Linked DNA regions of Mus musculus: all the other regions are linked to region 3. Evidence: chromatin contacts called from public HiCAR-type, HiChIP or PLAC-seq and promoter capture Hi-C data. All regions are on one chromosome and are shown on one strand. Each heading gives the region's core, a stretch centred on a gene start, on an enhancer-like site or on the middle of the called end of the contact. The rest is flanking DNA. Distances are from core to core; before and after follow the strand shown. Region 1 holds the start of Ak2 (adenylate kinase 2). Region 2 holds the start of Trim62 (tripartite motif-containing 62). Region 3 holds the start of Sfpq (splicing factor proline/glutamine rich (polypyrimidine tract binding protein associated)). Region 4 holds the start of Azin2 (antizyme inhibitor 2). Region 5 holds the start of Phc2 (polyhomeotic 2).

The links. Promoter capture Hi-C pulls out the DNA fragments that hold promoters and counts their contacts. HiCAR-type assays count read pairs that join an accessible place to other places. HiChIP or PLAC-seq counts read pairs in DNA pulled down with a chosen protein or histone mark.
Region 1: a contact with region 3 is called in a promoter capture Hi-C map of pre-B cells, with 3 times the contacts expected there. The contact joins the promoter of Ak2 here to the promoter of Sfpq in region 3. A contact is called at or near these places in 5 of 39 promoter capture datasets (the 3T3-L1 cell line, the C10 cell line, hippocampal neurons and 2 more), 1 of 484 Hi-C or Micro-C datasets (B cells) and 2 of 115 datasets of contacts at active chromatin or transcription factors (embryonic forebrain and large pre-B cells).
Region 2: a contact with region 3 is called in a promoter capture Hi-C map of liver, with 4 times the contacts expected there. The contact joins the promoter of Trim62 here to the promoter of Sfpq in region 3. A contact is called at or near these places in 1 of 39 promoter capture datasets (liver) and 2 of 115 datasets of contacts at active chromatin or transcription factors (embryonic stem cells and pancreatic cancer cells).
Region 4: a contact with region 3 is called in an H3K4me3 HiChIP or PLAC-seq map of embryonic forebrain, with 5 times the contacts expected there. The contact joins the promoter of Azin2 here to the promoter of Sfpq in region 3. A contact is called at or near these places in 1 of 39 promoter capture datasets (hippocampal neurons) and 3 of 115 datasets of contacts at active chromatin or transcription factors (astrocytes, embryonic forebrain and large pre-B cells).
Region 5: a contact with region 3 is called in a HiCAR-type map of astrocytes, with 4 times the contacts expected there. The contact joins the promoter of Phc2 here to the promoter of Sfpq in region 3. A contact is called at or near these places in 1 of 39 promoter capture datasets (hippocampal neurons) and 2 of 115 datasets of contacts at active chromatin or transcription factors (astrocytes and embryonic forebrain).

What each region holds. Positions count from the first base shown.
Region 1 is chr4:128,990,831-128,994,513 of GRCm38.p6, reverse strand. Ak2 (adenylate kinase 2) reads right to left here and starts at 1,290. Exons shown (of 7, transcript NM_016895.4): 1 at 1,078-1,290. The coding sequence starts at 1,170.
Region 2 is chr4:128,881,993-128,885,513 of GRCm38.p6, reverse strand. Trim62 (tripartite motif-containing 62) reads right to left here and starts at 1,470. Exons shown (of 5, transcript NM_178110.3): 1 at 937-1,470. The coding sequence starts at 1,344. It overlaps Gm33760 (a long non-coding RNA gene), which reads right to left. Exons shown (of 3, transcript XR_003955115.1): 3 at 3,182-3,514.
Region 3 is chr4:127,019,442-127,023,536 of GRCm38.p6, reverse strand. It overlaps Sfpq (splicing factor proline/glutamine rich (polypyrimidine tract binding protein associated)), which reads right to left and starts at 2,236. Exons shown (of 10, transcript NM_023603.3): 1 at 1,317-2,236; 2 at 533-721; 3 at 1-270. The coding sequence starts at 2,120.
Region 4 is chr4:128,960,391-128,964,283 of GRCm38.p6, reverse strand. It overlaps Azin2 (antizyme inhibitor 2), which reads left to right and starts at 1,829. Exons shown (of 11, transcript NM_172875.4): 1 at 1,829-1,983; 2 at 2,080-2,200; 3 at 2,725-2,921. The coding sequence starts at 2,817.
Region 5 is chr4:128,652,785-128,656,584 of GRCm38.p6, reverse strand. It overlaps Phc2 (polyhomeotic 2), which reads right to left and starts at 1,883. Exons shown (of 15, transcript NM_001195130.1): 1 at 1,769-1,883.

The sequences.
Region 1 (3,683 bases), core at 41-2,540, 2.0 Mb before region 3:
ATAACAATAAACTCAGCAGTGCTGTGAAGAGGGAGGACAGCACTCATTTGCTTGGGAACGCAACCTTGAAAGAATTCCCTCTTTAGAGCATAGTGATCATCAAAGCTTGGGGTCTGATGGGGAGGTAGAGTTGAGGGGTGGGTGGTTGTGGCCAAAGGCTGGGCAAGAAAGTGACACCAACGGCCCACCATATGAGCTTCCAAGCCCTACGTGCCAGCATAAATCCCAGCCCTGATCTATGGCCCAGATGCCAAGCAAGGGAGGCTCTGCAGTGGGGCAGAAGGCAATCCTTGAGGCCTCTGTGAAACCGATTTCACTAACTTTGAAAAGTCACTGGACCTCTACACCTGTTTTCTTACCTGTTGATCTAGCACGTTAGCGGCCCTCAATTGCTCAATTACAACCATCAGAGCCATCTCATGCTGCTCCATGAGCACTCCCTGCCCCACTCACAACCCCCCATGATGCCCGTGGCTTATGAACCGAATCTATACATTCACCTCCAGTTTTCTGGCCAGCTGGAAAGGTTTTCTCCCATCCCCCCACCCCCAACAACACTGGTGGCTCCCGCGGCTCATGCCTCACTCTTGGCAGAACGCCTCGATAGGCATACACCAGTAACCACTCTGCCCCACGTGGAGACTTCTTAGTACCCCTAATCATTAGCCATTAAAAAAATTAAAAGTTTCACCCCCTTATGCCTAGAAATTATCCCTGACTCAGGGCAATACGCTCTCAACTCCGAGGGCGACTTGGTCACAAAGCTTTCTCCCATTCGGGCCTGTGATCCAGAGCTTCAGCCTGGGGGATCGCCCTGCCTTTCACAATTTTCAAGTAACAGTCCCTGGATGCCCTAACACGATCCTGGGTTCCCCCAAGAACCTCCACCCAGCCTCCCCCTTACTGCGACTGGGACCCTCCCCTAAACACCGCGCCACAACTGGAGACCCCGCGAGGGTCCCTGCAGGCCAGGGCTCACCACCCAGCTCCGGGGCGGGAAAGGAGCTTCCGGCTCTCCGACCGCCCTGACCTTGTAGCTTCTCGGGCTCCACCGCCCGACACGGAACCGACACTCACCTGCGTCCCCTTGCCAGCCCCGGGCGGCCCCAGCAACACGGCCCGGATGCCCTTCGGAATCTCCGGTTCGGAAGCCAACACGTTGGGAGCCATGTCTTCCAAAGCTTCACTCCAACAGCCAGCCGCACACCTCACAGGTCTAGCGCTTCCAGGCCAGCGTACATCCTACTCCGGGCTCACACTGGTCGCTCGCCGCATCCGTCAACCCTCTCTACCCGCCCCCGAACTTGACGGGCACTTTCATTTACCAATCGTACGACGAGACTAAGAAAATTCTGTTTCCGATTGGGCAGAATTGGGAACGAGGAAGAGGCGGGCCAGCCTGGGAAGAGCTGGGGCAACAGAGCGCGTGCGGCTCTCGGCTGGTGTATGGAGTGGGCGGGAAAAACGAGAAGGAAGCCTGGAGCGGGTGAAGTTCTAGTTTGGCCTTTGACAGTTAATAACTCCAGAGTCTCTGTTTGAGCCCCGTAAAATTGCCTGTGAGAGTGTAAGTGGGTAAAATCACTCCCAGGAAACAAATTGGCAATAACGTAACCTTTGGACCAGTAATTCCACTTCCAAGAATTCAAAGGCAGAAACAAGGAATATGTAATGAGTTCCTGACAAAGATGTTGATGTCTAATAATAAGATTGGTTAAGTAAATTCCAACAAGTTTGTAATCTGACACCCTCTCCCTCCAGAACACCCCCATTGAACAGCACCATAACTTTGGCTATTTGGGAAGATCACATTTAAAGCTTGTCAAGGCCACGACGGTGAATTCAAGGCCAGCCTGGGCAGTTTAATGAGACCTTGTCCCAAAATGAAAATGAAGATAGCTGGGGCTGGCTATAGTACAGAGACAGAAGTTTTGGGCTCAATCCCCAGGACTGTAAAAATAAAACACATATGCATATATGAACACAGACAACCTTCCTGACTTTTAAGTCAGCAGAAAGACAGTTTTTATCCAGAGAGATGAGCCTGTCTTGAACAAGGCAATGATGTCGCCAGCTTTTAGGTGTGTCAAAGTTTCATCCTGTCCCAAAGGAGCCTTTCTCAACTGTAAGTGCAAGTGTGATTAGGAAACCATTCTTGCCCCACAGGCACAGTGCAACCATTTTCTACACCCTAGTGGTAAATGATGTTAACCAGCTAGCCAGATGGCTCAGCTAGTATAGACACTTGCCACCAAACTCTGAGGACCTGCGTTTGATTAACAAGACCCCACCCCCAATGAAAGAAAGAAGAGAACCAACTCCCACAGGTTGTCCACCGAGCTCCACATGTGTGCTGTGGTACACATATCTGCGCGTACATATATGTTCACACACAGAAAATAAGAAATAAATTCAAATGAAAAAAGAGAAACTAACATTCATACTTCTTGCTCATCCTGGATTTTCATGGGAGCCAGCTTGATCTGGTTGGGTTCTCTTAGTGGCCTTGAAGGAAGCAGGGGTTTATTGTGTCCTTTTTAAGACCGGAAGCGGAAGTAAGAGCTGATCACTATATAATTACATGGTCACAGGATTACAAGTAACACTGTGAACTAAGGGGCAGGGCAAAGTTCAGTCACTGGTGTCTAGCACTCAAGTGTGAGGGCCTGCGTTCTGGTGCCCGGCACTCAGGTAACGTCAGCAACTGTTTACAACCCCAGCCCTGAGGAGGTAGAGATCGGCAGACTCTTGGAGCTCACTGAGCAGAAAGCCTAGCCTAATGAGTGAGCTTCAGATACAATGGAAGGCCTGTAGAGAGAATCGATGTGTACTGTGTGGAAGCATCACCTGCCAATCAAAAGCAGATGGCCCTTTAACAAAAGGCAGGAAGTAGAAGATGGGAGTTCCGGGAAAGAGATGGGAACTCTGGGTGATAGTCAGAGGTGGAAGATGCTTGGCCCAGACTCTGGGCTCATGAGACTGAGAAGAAAGTAGCCATGTGGCTGAACTCAGAAGCGTTTAAATGGGTTGGGTAAGTGACAGGCTAGTCAGGGGACAAGCTAAAGCTATGGCCTAGGCAATTATTCATAAACAAAGAAGCCTCCGAGTAGTTATTCAGGAACTGGGGTACAGGTGGGAAAGCCCACGGCTACAGAAACCTTGTCTTGTCTCAAAAGAGAAGGTAGAGGGGCAGGAGAGATGATTCAGGGGTTAAGAGCACTGGGTGTTGGTTTGGCTCTCGACATCCACATGGGAAGTCACAACCCTTTGTAACTCCAGTTCCGGAGATCTGATGCAGTTCTTTCCTACCCTCAAAGGCACCAGGCACACGTGCAGTGCACATACACATGTACATGCAGACAAAACACTCACACATATAAGGTAAAATAAATAAATCTAGAAACAAAAGGTAGAGAGAAATAAGCAGAAGACACCAGAAGTCAACCTCTGGTCTTTCTACCAATGTGCATACACATACACACCTGCACTCACATGTGCACACACATCCATGGTCAGGGACAAGAGAGACCAGAAACCAGGTACAGTAATGCAGGCCTATGATTCTAGCATTTGGGAAGCTGAGGAGGAAATTCAAGGCCATTTTGGGCCATGTAGCAAATTCAAAGCCAGCCTGGTCTATATGAGACCCTATCTCAAAGACGGCAAAACAAGCAAGCAACACAAAA
Region 2 (3,521 bases), core at 221-2,720, 1.9 Mb before region 3:
CTCTCTATACAAACACACACACACACACACACACACACACACACACGACAATGGAGCTTGAGGAAAGGAAAATGTTTGGGTGGGGTCTTAGAGTATTAAACACACTGACCAGGGTCTTGCCCTCTTGTCAATGACAACGGAAAGGTTTAGGGGAGACTAGCTGCAGTTAAGGGCTATGTCCAATTGAGTACTCAAAGATTCGGATGTAGAAGACAAGAGGGGTCATCACCAGGCCTTGGGAATTCCTAGAAGCTTGTCTTCCCCTCCTCCAAATCTTGTCTAATTCTCCAAATCTTGAATCTTTAATTCCTGGTTCCACTCTCAATTGGCCCCTACTCTGGTTTAAATTTTAAAAAAAAGGTTCTTGTCATATCTGAACTTGAGGCCGACCTTAGACTCTCACCTCACATACCTTGATCTAATCTTGGCACCCAAACCTGCCCTCTGAACAATTTGCACGTCTTAAGCTTAACTCTCACTTTCATCATCCAACCGAGGCCCAGGCCTCACTCTAGATCTCAATGAACACCTGGAGCAGCAAGCCGCATCCCACAATGCCCCAAACATTCCAGAATTCTGTAGCTGCATTTAGAGTAGCTCACCCCTCCCACACACCCCACTTCGACTCCCAGGTTAGCTTTGATAGTGGTCCTTCCTTTGCCCAAAAGTCCAGAAGGAGCTGCTGTCTCCCATTCTGTCTCAGCCTCAGCCAGCATCTGGTCCAGCTGTAGCTTCCTCTCTCCATCATCCTATCCCACCTCGACCTGTCTCCCATCCAGATCTCTCTCAAGCCCATTTGACACAGTGATGCTCAAGGGACCCGCCCCTGCCCCGCCCCTCACAGGAGCCACGCCCCTTTGGCATTAAGCCGGCCTGTGGCCCTTGCCCCTATTGGAACCCTGACCCCACCTACAGCCCCGCCTGTCCGCCTCGCACCTGCAACTCCTCGAAGGCATCGTCGATGCCAGTGACCTGGTGTTGCTCGTGCAGCGCGGGCTCATCACAGAAGAAGCAGAGCAGTGCGCGGTCCGTGAGGCAGAAGAGCTTGACCTTGTCGTGAGCCTGGCAGGGTCGCGCGGCTCGGCGCGCGTTGAGGATGGCGTCCAGCGGGAAGGCGCTGTAGCGCTCCACGATGTTGGCCAGCTTGAGGCTGGGCGCGAGCGCGGGCTCGGCGAACGTGCGCCGGCACTCCGGGCAGTCGCGGGCGCCCTGAGCCTCCTGCCGCACCCAGTGCTCGGTGATGCAGCGGCGGCAGAAGTAGTGCTCGCAGCCCAGGCTCACCGGGTCCTGGTAGATGCTCAGGCAGATGGAGCACAGCAGCTCGTCCTTGAGGCTGCACGCCATGGCGCCAGGGGCGGCGCGAAGCGGAGCCCGGGAGGCCGGCGGCCGGCGCGGCGCGATTGGGGGCGGTACCCGGGGGCCAGGCCCACGGGGGCACGGGCGACAGGCGCCGGGGAGCGCGGGGGGAGCTGTCTGCGACGCCGGAGGCGCGAGGGCTCGGTGCCGAGTGGGTGCCACCCGGGATGCGAGCACCGGAGCTCGGTTTCGAGGTCCTAGGTGGCCACCAGCGATGGGCGCTGGAGGAGAGAGGCCGAGGGCGTCCCAAGGAAGGGGCTCCAGGCGAGGAGGATCTAGAGGACCAGACACTCCCAAGGGATAGATGCTGCGAGGAGGAGATCCCGAAGAGGGGCGGAATCCCGGGACCCGAAAAGCTTTGAGAGGGGGTCGAGCTGGGGATGGGGAATTCTGCGGGACAGAGCAGCCAGACCCAGCCGCACCGCGGCTTTGCCCGGCAGAGCAGAGGAGGGGTGCCGGCCCACTCAGCTGCCCGACCCTGGCCGCAGATCCCGGCCCCGCGCGGCCCCTTACCCGCACCAGCTCAGCGGCCACCGCTTCGGTCCAGCGCAGCCTCTCAACCCGGAACCAGCCGAGCCGAACTGCCCGGCGCCCAGGCTCCCTCTCCGCCCCCGCGGGCGGGACCCGAGCCGCTCCGCCCCCGCGGCGGGCGGGGGGAGGGGAGGGGCCTCCAGACCCCGCCTCGCTGCCACTGTGCTCCTGACCCCCAGGGACGGGAAAAACAGCTGTTTCTTCTGGGTCTGCACAGCTGTCAGGTTTGTTTAGGGTCCTGGCGGCAGGGGGCGAGAGGACAGCTAATGAAGAAAAAGTGAGAAGATAGCACCTAAGGAACATCTCTCCGGATGATCAATTTGAAGAACTAAGGGCAATAATAACTGAGTATTAAGACAAGACGGTGCTCTGTAGTCTGCATAGAATATATAATGTTTGCATAGATTGTAGTGATAAAATTAGAGACTTGCCCTGTTGGCATGGGCTAAGTTCAAAGTCGCCATTCTCCTAAACCTTTAGGTTCTATTTCCTCTTCCCTTTCTAAGGAGGGCTCTTAGTAGAAGATTGTGGAGAGAACCCTGCCTAACGTCTAGCTCAAAGGTTCTTTCCATTCATCGGATGTTTCTGCATTGCTGTGTGAGCATGTGTGTGAGTGTGTGTGTGTGTGTGTGTGTGTGTGTGTATAAGAAGTTGGAGTAAGAAAAAAAGTATAATGGGAGACCTTGTCATCTCTGCCAGATGGAGGGGAGGAAAGGGATTTCTAAGAAGGTGAAAGAGAGAGACAGACAGACAGAGAGACAGACAGAGACAGGGAGAACAGAAGCATGAGTGGGGGGGGGCACATGGAGACCTGCATGCTGTTCTGTTCTGTTCTGTTCTGTTGAGAGTGGGATAAGGAAGAAGTTTGGGGAAGGTGAAAGGCATGGGCATCTTAGAGAAGAATTTCTTGAAGGTGTTGGGCTTTCGAGCAGAAAAATGGCCTGCCTTGGTTTGGGTTTCTTGGTGTGCAAGATACACACTACATCATCAGTACAGTGAAGGAGGGGGACCCTTTGCATGCATGCAGTGCTAGGCACGGGTGAGCAACTGTGGCAAAGCCGAGGCCTGCAGGAGGAAGGAAAGGCTGGCCCCAGGGAGGTGGTTGCTGTCTCAGGACCTGCAAGAGGTCAGTTTGCACCGTGATTGTCTGTCAGGATAAGACCATCAGGAAAAAAAAAAAGCACCATGACAATTAGTGGTGGATAAAGGGGGTGATGGGGAGGAGGTATTGAGAGTGTGTTGCATAACTTTTCCTGTGGTGACATGAACAAAGGTATATTCATTCCAGACAGGGCATAGTGAACCAGTCGGTTTATTGGGGTTAGTTAAAGGAACATGGGTGACTCAAAGGATCCCACCCCAGCATGGGTGACAAGTCATGAAAGTCACATCCGTAGGATTCCCTGCTCTGCTTGCAGGCAGCTCTGCAGGCCTGACGGTCCCTTCTCCTTAGGGGAGGGGCTCCGTGCATCCTGTAACTGCCTAAGGTTCTTGAGCCTTTGTGATGCCTCCTAGAGTCTTAGGCGCTTTCCTTCTGGAACACTTGTTTCATCCAGAGGACATAACTCTGCATCAGGGTGGCTCCCCAGCACCGGCCTCTTCCACCAGTGTCTTCACCGGGGTTAAACTTCATT
Region 3 (4,095 bases), core at 987-3,486:
TTCAAATGCTTTTCTTGCTGCTGGCTTGGAAGCAAACTCAACAATGCCTTTCCCTGTAGATCTTCCGCGATCATCCACAATTACAACAGCCCTTTCAATAGGACCAAACTGGCTAAAGGCCTCTTCCAAAAGTTCGTTGGAAACATAAGGAGAGAGATTTCGAACAGACAGGGCTGCAGCGTGTGTGGCAAATCGAACCCGAAGCTGTCTACCTCTCATGGGAGTATCATCAAGCTCAGCTTTGGCGATTTCAGCCAAGGCTCTAGATTCCTGCAAATATCAGAAATACTTTTAACAACTTCCAAACTGGCTAGTGCTCAATTTTTTAATAACCCTTCCCACTTCTACCGCTTAAGAGCTTTCTTCAAGCCTCCTCCCAACACCCCGAGGGCTAAAGGTCTGTCTTTGAGGTCCTGCCCCAATGCACACTATTCTGATTTCTATTGATGAAAAAAACTTAAAGGCTCGTTAATTCTTCCCATTTAAAAGCATGCCTAAAAACTTTCACAAAAGGGAAAAAAATTACACTCACAAGCTTAATGAACCCGAACCCTTTGCCTTTGTTGATAAAAACTTCTCCGGGTTCTCCGTATTTAGCAAACAGTCTTTTGAATTCATCCTCTGTGATATCAGCAGGTAGATTCCCCACAAACAACCGACAGCGCTGTGTGTAAGTTTTTTCTCCAGGCCTCCGCAAGAGAGACAAGTTGGCTTTAAATCCCTAATAAAGAAATCGGACGGAATTCATACACCAAAGCAGGAAAAGTCTAGTGGTCCCAAAGTAGGCCATCGTGCATTCGTTAACGATCTCCCTTTTTTCCCATGAGGGCTAGCAGGTTGAACCATATTTGGGGATCCAACAGGATCACTAACTCTAATCCATATGAAGCAGAGTATACAAAATGCTTTGAAACACATCGCCTCTTTATCAGCAAACGCCAATCAATACACCTCTGACGTCAACAAATAGCTCTAAATGCAGACTAGGAAGACAGCACCAAGTTGCCCTGTTTTCTCCCAAACAGAGGCCTCCGACGTGCACTAGTTGGGTCCCAAGGGACCGGACCGCTAGCCTCTAGCGGATTACCGCCAAGACGTGAGGATGCCCTCCCGCTGGAAGCCAATCCCTAGCGGCCTCCACAGCCCGCCGCGCGTCCGCCCCGCCTGCGCAAGCATGCGCAGGAGCGCTTCCGGCAGGGGACAAAATGGAGGCCCTCTAGGCTGCGGGCGGGGGGGAAGAGGAAAAAAAAACGCCGAGGGTAGGCAGGCGCCGCCATCTTAGGGAAACGGACGGCTTTGCTCGAGAACCCGCTCACCTCCGAGTCGGAGATCTTCTCCTCCGTGCGCGGTCCCGGTCCGCCGGGAGGGGGCCCCTGGTGGTGCTGCTGGTGGTAGGGCGCATGATGCTGCCGGCCCCCACGGGGCTCGCCGCCACCTCGGTGTGGTGGCTTCGGGTGGCCACCAGGAGCGCCCATGCCCGGGCCACCTCCAGGCTTAGGCCCACCGGGCATCTTGCCGCCTTTTGGACCGCCAGGGCCTGGCCCCGGCTTAGGCCCCGGCCCGGCGCCCCCGGCGGGCGGTGGCGGAGGGCCGCCGGTCTGTGGAGGGGTGGTCGAGACTCCGCTGCTCGGCGTCGATGGGGGAGGCGGTCCGGGGGCGGTGGAGGGGACGGCGGGCGGCGGAGTCGGGGTTGGACCAGGGCCCGGAGGGGCGCCGGTGGTCGGGGGGTTGGCGGGCGGAGCCGAGACCGCCGGCGGAGGCGCACTGCTCACCCCCGGCGCCGAGCCGGGGCCTTGGGGGACGACGGGCTTGGATTCCTGCGGCGGAGGCGGGGGCTGTTGATGGGGCGGCTGGTGCGGCGGCGGCTGCTGGTGCGGCGGCGGCTGCTGCGGCGGAGGCTGCTGCGGCGGCGGCTGCTGCTGCTGCTGGTGAGGAGGTGGAGGCGGGAGCGGCGGCTTCGGGCCGCCAGGGCCCGGGCCCATGGGGCCGCGGTTCTGGTTGAGGCCCATGCCCGGCGGCGGAGAGCGGAAGTCGTGAAGGCCGCCGCGGCCGCCACCTCCTCCACGCCGGTGAAAGCCTCCACCGCCGCCACCGCGACTCCGGAACCGATCCCGAGACATAGCTGTAGTCAAGGGGCGGTCGAGGCAGAAGCGGAGAAGTCGCTCAGGGAACGTGGTTGCCACCTTGCTGAGCACAAAATGGCGGACGACACAAGCTGCGCGCCGCCTTTGTCCTCTTCTTAAATAGGACAGTTCGGCCTGGCCCGCCTTCCCTAGATTGACAGCTCGGACAGCCAATAGCAAGTACAGTACTTGATGATGAAACCTAAGTTTTTCCAATTGGCTCCCTAGTGAGAGGCGGGAGGTAGGGAGGGCTGGGATTTCCATTTGACCAATAAACGGATAAGAAAGTGTCTATACGCCTTTGTGATTTGTTGGAAGAAATTTGAATGGGCATGCCCTGCAACTTTCGCGTGAAATTAAATATCCAGGGCCCTATCAGCTCCTGATAGCGCTGAAAGGCTATTTTCTTTCCTCTTATGAGTAGTCCGCTATTCTTGGCTAACATCTTCGCTGGGTTCAAGGTTATAAATTGAACTTGTGCTGTCTCTTATTCCTACGCCAATGAAGTTAGAGTCAATTTCACAGAGTTTAATCTCAACGGTTTTACTTTTATTGAAACCCTATCAAAGGCTAGCAGATTGGCAAACACGTGAGCCCAAAATTTGGGAGGAGGAGGCACTAGTAATCAGGACTGCAAGTTTATCTTTACATTATCAATTACATTGAGTTCAAAACCAGCTTGGGCTACATGAAACGTAATAAAATAAAAATAATAAAATAAAATAGAAGCCCCGGTTGTTTTGGCATATGCCTTTAATCCTAGCACTCTGGAAGCAGAAAGGACTCCAAGTTCAAAGCCAGCCTGGGCTGCATAGTAAATTCCAGGACAGCCAGGACTGCACAAAGAAACCCTGCCTCCAAAAAAATTAATGAATAAATAAAAGTAAAGATTTAAGAAAAAGGAAGCCGGGTGTGAGTTCCAGGACAGCCAGGGCTATACAGAGAAACCCTGTCTTGAAAAACCAAAAAAAAAAAAAAAAAAAAAAAAAAAAGGGAAAAAAAAAAACATTATTTCATAGCAACACGTTTGTTGTAATACTATAAAATTTGCCATTAGGTTTGAGTGAATGCAGTCTTTGTCCAAGAGGGAAAAGTATGGAGAGAGCTGAGGACACAGCCTTTGGGGTTCTGGCTTGTGTGACATGCAGAAGACTCACTTTATTCTCCAGCAGAAGGGTAAATGAGGTAGATGTGACTCCATGTGTGTGTACAGTAACAATTTACAAGCACAAATCATGGGAGAGGAAATTGTTTTTGATTTTGTTCAAGACGGGGTTACTCTGCATAGCCCTGGCTGTCCTAGAACTACTTCTGTAGACCAGACTGGCCTCAAACTCAGCCCTCCACCTGCCTCTGCCTCCCAGGTGCTGGGACTAAAAGCATGCATCCACCAGGTCAGCCGAGATTTCCTTTTTATTCCCTCCCTTTAAAGCTTCATGAACATTGGGTTTTAACCGGGATGGGGCTGGTGCATGCCTTTGATCCCATCAGGCATGTGGTAGAAGCAGTCATATCTCTTGAGTTCTAGGCCAGCCTGGTCTACACAGTGAGTTTCAGGCCAGCAAGAAAGATACATAGTGAAACACTGTTGAAAAAAAAAAATGTTTATGCATGGCTGAGGCCATAACTCAGTCATAAAGGGCTTGAGGCCCTAGATTCAACTCTCAGCCCACAACACTAATGTTTTGTTGTTGTTTTCTTTTGTTTTATGATATTTAGGTATCAATAAGTACTGGTATGAAAACAAGCAGCTGGCAGCATCTCTTTTCCTTCAGATTTCCCAACCCCAATAGTGTTGAGCCAGGAGGATGGTTGGTTCATCACATACAGGTCCGGCTACCAGCTTGACAGTTTGAGTTCAGTCACTCAGACCCACAAGGTGAAAGGAGAGAACCAACTCCTGAAAACTAAGTTGACCTTGGGGTCCACACATGTCCACAGATGCATGTGCCCACAAACTACAACCCCCATT
Region 4 (3,893 bases), core at 580-3,079, 1.9 Mb before region 3:
GTGATTATAGACAATACCAACATATCCTGTTTAGTTGGTGCATGCCAGGATGCTCTCTGTTAACTGAGCTACATTCTCACCCCCAGACATACTTCAAGCAATAATTAAAAGGCAGTTTAATTAAGTGAGACTCTATAGATTTCTACCAAATAAAACTTGGGATATTCTTGGCAAGTCAGTAGCATTTATGAGGTACTTATTATATGCCAAGGGCTCTCCTTTCCTTCTTTATTTTTTAAAAGATTTATGTGTATGAATGTTTCACTTGCATGCATATGTGTACCACATTTGTGCCTGGTGATCAGGGGAGTCAGATGAGGGTGTGGAATTAGGTGGAGTTCCCACGTGGGTTCTAGGAATTGAACCTGGTCCTTCGAAAGAGCAACAAGTGCTCTTAACCTCTGAGCCATCTCTCCAACCCTACCAAGGGTTTTCTTAAAATTTGTAATTTTTTTTCTTGTTTTTTTGAGACAGGATTTCTCTGTGTAGCTCTGGTAGTAGATCTCTGTGTAGAATAGGCTGGCTTCGAACTAAGAGATTTGCTGGGATTAAAGCTATGGGCCACCATGCCTGGCTTAAAACTTGTAAACTCTTTTTTTTTTTTTTTTTTTTTTTCCGAGACAGGGTTTCTCTGTATAGCCCTGGCTGTCCTGGAACTCACTTTGTAGACAAGGCTGACCTCGAACTCAGAAATCCGCCTGCCTCTGCCTCCCAAGTGCTGGGATTAAAGGCGTGCGCCACCACATCCGGCTAAAACTTGCAAACTCTTAACGTAGTATACATAACAGGTACAACAGGGCATTAATCATATGTGTATAACTCAAGGAGCGCGCGCGCGCACACACACACACACACACACACACACACACACACACACCTGTAACCATTACCAAGCACCGGAAAGGTTCCATTCTGTCTCTTCCCAGTCAGCAGCCACATGCGCAGAGACAAGCAGCATTCGGACTTCTACCCGGAGAACTCTTGAATTAGCTTCTGAGCAACACCCTGCGCATGCTAAGCACTCCAAGGAGCCCGGCTCTCAGTCCCTGCCCTTGGAGTGCACAAAGCTGAGATGTTTTATCAGGCAAAAAAAAAAAAAAGGAAAGCAGGTGCGGGTATCTCAGCAACTGATATTAAGGCTCAAGGGAAGGAGGGGAGGGGTCAGACAGAGACAAGGACTGTGAGTCCCATTGCGTTTCGGGGCCAGGGATGGTCCGATAGAGGAAGATATTACACTGGACTCTGATGGATGAACAGGGATTTGTGTATAGAAGAGGAGACATGCTTTGAGTCGAAGCCACATTTCACCAGAGTCTTGTGGATTCTGAGAATGAAGGCATCACCCCGAGCTCGTGAAGCCACAAAAATTCTATTTGAATACATTTTAGCTGGCATTTGAGTTGGGAGTTTAAAATGCCTAGAAGAGGCGATTAAGTAAAAGGTCATATTACAAAATAAGACAGGAGAGGTTTGGGCTCCAAGGGCGGAGCCAGAACTTCACCAGGGGAGGAGCAGGGGGCCATCGACTTCAGCCAGGGACAGAAAAGTTTTCCGGAGTCACTTTTTGAGACGCAGGACGCAGGATCTGCGGCTCAGACCACGTAGACGCCTAGGATTCGAAGGATTTCCCCGCGTGGACCTCCGCGGACATCAGTCAGCCAGCTTGCTTAGCTGCGCAGCTTTGCGGAGCAGCCTCGCAGGGCTGAATGCTTTATGTCCGAATCGACCAATGGGCTGGCGGCACCCGGTTGCCCTGGCTACGGAGCAGGCAGGGGCGGGGCCAGGGCACCGGGGCGGGGCTAGGGCGGGGCTTATATAAGCGAGCGGCGGGCGCAAGGCGGGGCGTGGGGTCGGTGGCTGCTGGGCGCGCGGGGCGCAGGCCGCGGGGCCGGAGCCGGGGGGAGCGAGCGAGCGGAGGCGCCGAGGATCCGATTCACTCGCTGGGGAGACCTATGGGCCGAAGCCGTGTAAATGCGTTTTAAGGCGAGTGCAGGAGATGGCTGGGGGGGAGCCTCGGGGAGCGGGCGTCCTCGGCTTTGGGCGCTGACCCTTCCCCCGGCCCCCCTTGCCTCCTCTCAGCAGGGGCCTCGGCTCCGCAATTGCCACTCCTCCTCGGGGTGTTGCACAAGTTTCGAGGTCACCGGCGACCCCCCCTAGCAGCGCGCCTGGCTCTGGCCCCCGCGAAGGAGGACGGGGCTTGGTAAGGAGGCCTGGGGTTGGGGTGCGGGACCCCCGCCCTGCACTTGAGAGAGCCGTCCCGCGGACAGAACCCACCCGTGGCTCATAGAGCATTCTTAGTGTGTCAGGACCAACCTTTTATAAATGGGGAAACTGACCCAAGGTCATGAAGCAGAGAGCCGACTCGAACTCAAGCTCACGGGTTTTGTTTTTTTTTTTTTTGGCCCTTTAGGTAGGTGTAGTCTGGACTGGAGAAATCCTTCAATTGGAAGGAGACTTCCCCAACTAGGTTTCTCAGATCTGTCCCCACATTTTTTTTCTTCCAATTTCAAATTTCAGAACTGGAAAAGAACTCCAAACCAATCCCATTTAACAGATGGGGGTAATTGAGGCTCTAGCAGACATAACTTCACCATTCCCAGCGAACCTCGGCTTCTCAGGCTTGGGCAAGGGCACAGAACATGACTGGGCAGGGACCGTAGGCCTGGGGAGGTGAGGGATGCAGCCTGTTCCCCAGCGGTTTCCTCCATCTCCCTCTCCCCACAGTGTGTTGCATACTTTCTAAGGCGGTGGCCAAGGCAGCCAGCGGTGCTCCAAGGCAGCGGTTTCCTCCAGCCCCTGGGCTCCTCCTGCTCAGCATGGCTGGCTATCTGAGTGAATCGGACTTTGTGATGGTGGAGGAGGGCTTCAGCACCCGGGATCTGCTGGAGGAGCTCACTCTGGGGGCCTCCCAGGCCACCTCGGTGAGGGGATGGAAATGGGTGTGGGTTGGTTGCCTGTCCTCTTCTCTGTAGGAGACCTCCCATTCTCTCGGTATTGGTATTTGTTTACTTGATATTTACTAGATTGTCCCCTTTATCTCCAATTCTTGGTCCTTGCCCCCACATCTGCCCTCCCTGTGTTTCCTGACTTGAGAAAAGAACAGTATCTCCACCTTCACGGTCTCCCCAGCACTCCAGGTGGGAACTTCGGAGTACCTGCCTTTTGCGCTCTCCCCTTCTACACTCAGGCATACCCAGCTCCAGGAACTTCACGGGAGAACCTCCCTTGTGGTTGGTCCTCTTCTCTCCGAAGCCCCCAGGACCTTCTCCTGTTTCTCCCACCTGCTGCAAGTCTCCGGAACAGAATCCCACAACAGCTCCCCACTGCCCCAGGACCCCCAGCCGCACTTCCGGCTTCATGCTCAGGCTTGCGCTCTGCTCAGTTAGAGCAGAGTCGCTGTGTATGTGAGGTGCTGTTTCACTGGGCCTTTGCTGGGCTTGTCTTCAGGGTTCCCTCCCTCTACGGTTGCCTTTTTCCTGATTTGCTTCTGGCTGGCTCTGTATTCTCTGCCTCCAGGGCCACTCACTTATTCTGTAGAGTCCCATATAGCATTTATTAAAGGGACTTGTAACTACTTAAGGGCGGTTTCTCTCCAGATCCAAGCCCTTTCAAGGTCTTTGGCCTCTGCCTCAATTATTATGTTGGACAACACCGAATGGGTATCCATTAAAAAAAAAAAAAAGAAGTTGCAGGAAGAGGAAAATGAGTCCCAGGAAGGGTTTACCACAGCCTCAACCATGTCTGTGAGGATCAGGCATGGCTTGCAAGTGGGAAGAGCACTTGCATGACATTGGCAGTGGGCTGTACGCCACGGTATCTGCCTTTTGTGGAGCAGATAGCTGTATATATAGGTCTGCTGCTTTAAAAGGACATGCAGAATGCAGCCAGAGCAT
Region 5 (3,800 bases), core at 634-3,133, 1.6 Mb before region 3:
GTGTTAGGATTACAGGCATGTGCAACCTCCCTGGCTGTGATCCCTCCCTCTCTCCCTTTCTTTTCTTTCCTTTTTTTTTGATTTTTGATTTTTTTTTTTTTTTTTTTCTGAGCATTGTGCCCAGGGCCAGGCTCTCTACCTTGGAGCCGTTGAAACCACTCCTTTCTGCTTCCACTTGTTGAACCTTTTCTCCGGTGACAAAGACCAGGAGCGAGGTTCACAAAAGCTCACAGGTTGGAATTCACGGGAAAATACCACTGGAAAATCATGATAGGAATGAGACATGTAAGCCAGCTTTTAGAAAGTCACACAGTAAAGGAGGCAGGATTGCAGTATAAAGCCAATTCCCAAATAAAAAGAAGGGGCGGGGGAAGCTATTCACCTGAGAGAATTTTCCTTAGTCACACCACTCACTGAGCCTTCTGTTTCAATGTCCTCCCTAACCTTTGCAACAAACTCCTATTCATCCTTCAACACTTTGCTGAAGTATGCTCTCTGGGAAGCCTTCTTTGACGTTGCATACATTTAACAGATCCATTCTTGCATCTGTTCTTCTGCTATCACTTTGGCTAACAGTTTGTCTCTTCCACCACCTCTCTGAGGACAAGGGCTAATTATCTTAGTCAGTGTAGCATCCTCTAGACACAACAGCGTGCCTGGTTTATACCAAGTGTTTGTCGTTGTGTTGATAAATACGCAACCTGCAAGTACAATTCGCATTTGATTTGCAAACCTAGGTTTGGTCGCTGGGACTTTTCATGTGGAAGCACGTTTCCCCTTGTTGTGAAGAAACGATTTGAGACTCATAAAGTAAGCTCCGACCATGAGAGCACATTAGTCTGCTTTTCATACCCCAGAGACTGGAGCATTTCCCCTCCACACTAAACCTCCTGGGGCTGGCTTGATATTAGCAGCACAGCTCCGTGCTAGCATTTCTATTGTGGCGAAGGCTAAATTACACCACGAGCCTAATGCGGCCACCAGTCTTAGTGAATTGGGGGAAGGGGTAATTAGAAGACAACATTTCTGTAGCAGACCTAGGCGCGGAGATGGAGGAGGAAGTTGATTTAAACCTAGCCATTAAAAGAATACGCCAGAAACTAAAGCAAAACAGGAGCTTCCTCTGGACACGACAACATACTCTAGTGCCCAAGGTCTGTTCCCCACGGTTGTCAGGTCAGAAAACAGGGGGCAGTGCCTACCTTGGGCACCCCTCCTTCTCTACCGTGGGACCTGCTTTGCTTAAGGAGAGAGCTCTTTTCTTCCAGTAACAACAACCACAGTTTGCTCCCCAACGCACCATCTCGATCTCGCCTTCGATGCCCAGCAACCCCCACCAGGCTTAACTCGGTATCTAAAGTGCCTGTGGCTGGGCTGTCAGGCCACGGAAGAGCAGGCGCGCGGTGGGGAGGCCGGACCCCGGTGTCTCCACAGTCCCCCAGAGGACACGGGCCGCAGGGGCGGGCCTCTCCATGTAAGAAGGCCACGCGCCCCCGAGATCACGCGACTGCAGGGACTTCAGCGGCTCTCCTACTGCCTCCCGCAAACCCTGACTCCAGAGATCGCCGCGGTCCTCATCGCGGCCGGGTCCGCGTCGGCGGTGAACCGGTGTCCACCGCGCTGCCCAGCCTTGCGCCGCAGGGCCCTCTCGCCGCACCGTGACAGCTGGGTGCCCAAAGGGTTAAACCCGCCGCGCGACGCCGGGTGTCCCCCGCGCGCCGCCCCGCCGCCGCCAGCCGGCCCCAGCGCGCACGCGCCCGCCCGTTACCTGCGGTGGCCTCCGCGCTCCTCCTCCACCTGGCCGCGCTCTCCCGGGGCCGCCCCTCAGCCCGCCCCCTCGGCTCTCCGCCGCGCACCCTGCTGGCTGCCCAGCTGTGGCCCGCGGAGGAGGGGCCTGGGGGGCGATTACCATGTATTAGCATACCGGAGAGTGTCACGTGCCCACTCCAGCCAATCGTCACTCGGAGAAGGCGGAGATTGAATTGAACACGCCTTGGTGCTGCTCTGGGACTGAACCGGTGGCCATGGCAACGGAGGGGAGGGCGGAGGAGGGGGCGCAGGCTCTGGAGCCTTGCCATCCCTTTGGAGCATCTCCTCTACCTGAACTCCGCACTGGGACTCCGGGTACTTTTCCTATTCTGCATATGGAGAGCACCTCAAATTGGTCTAGACAGGGAAATTCAGATTCCGGAAAGGCTCTGAACACTTAAACCACGTGCCTCACACTTTTCTGCAGCTAACTCTCTGGTAGCTTTAGGAAGTACATATCATAAACTTAATTTGATACTGGGGCGAGTTTATGCTCAGAGAGGCTCAGCCACACACCCAAAGTCACACAACCACCACACTACATTGTAAAGTGGAAATGTGAGAACATCAGGCCCAGGGCTCTCCTGCGTTCTTCACAATTCCAAGCGGTGGAGGGGAAGACTGTATACAAACAGTCGAAAGAAATTTCATACATCAGCAGTGGAGCACCTTTGCACTGCCCGACAATGTCCTTCTGAGGCATAAACCCGGTACACATATTACAGATGAGGCCTGGGCCAAACAGCTGTTAGGAGCCTATAGTTAATCATTCAATCCATGTGTGCTCAAGCTATCAAAAAATTTTACATCCACTCTTAATTGCACTGTTGCTATGGCCACTTTACTGATCCAGACACTGAACCATCGAAGCTGGGCAAGGAAATGTCCATACTTATTCCTCCAGTACTTCACACATTTAGATTCCAATCCTGGCTTATCCTACTCCAAAGCTATATTCTAAAGGCACCTCATTATACCAGGCTCATTGAACTTAGGTTTAGGCATAAGAACACCTTCCCTAATAGGACTGTCACTCAAGATTGAAATATATTCCGTGACAAGTGGCAAGTGTTGAAGTCACAAAACATAAAGTCACCCAGTTGGTAGGGGACTCTAGGATTCTGTCTCTCTGCCTTCATCTCTGTTGATCTGGTAATTCACTTAAAGGGACAAGCACTCCCATGGACTTGTTTAGTTCAGTGGTTCACTGATTTTAATGTAGCATGGACGGATTACTGGATTAGGCCCTGTGGTTTAAATGAACTATCTAGACACTTTAAGATCATTTAAAATATATAAATATTTCTTCCCACCAGACTGACTTAAAATCCAATTTCCTTCTAAACTGCGACTTAAGAGCACAGACAGAGAGGCAAACCTACTTGGGTTAACATTCTGCTTAGCCATTCATCAGCCGTGTGATCTATGGCAAGTTCTATAATCTGTTTGTGCCTCAGTTTCTTCACCAATAAGACAGGATAGGAATGTTGGAAGCATTAAAGAACTAATGTATTAGTTACACAGGCCTGGTCCAGTGGGTAAGAGCCATTAAAGAATTAATGTATAAAAGATATGTAATATAGGCCTGGTCCCGTGGGTAAGACCCCATCCTTGCTAACTGTGGTCATTTCCACATCTGGCCCAGGATCTCCCATGAGATACACAACCCACGTGCTCAGATCTCTCCTCCCTTCCTGGCAGTGGGACACAGAAGTTGCCTGTCATCCCCTGTGGCACATTAAACAGCCTGTTGTGCTGGTGGAGGCTTGTTATCTCTGCAAATGTCATTCTCTTTTCTCAGGACCATAAATAATTCCTGGGCTCAAAGGACCTGGTCTCTCTTGCACATCTCCTAGCACCAAATTACCGGAGTGGCTCCTTGTCCAAGAGGAGCTTGGCAAGCCGAGAGCAGCCATTAGTCAGGGCCCTTGAAGCAGTTTTATGAGGGCCTTAATGAGGGAGATGAGCTGTCCTCAGGAACTGGTGCCGTC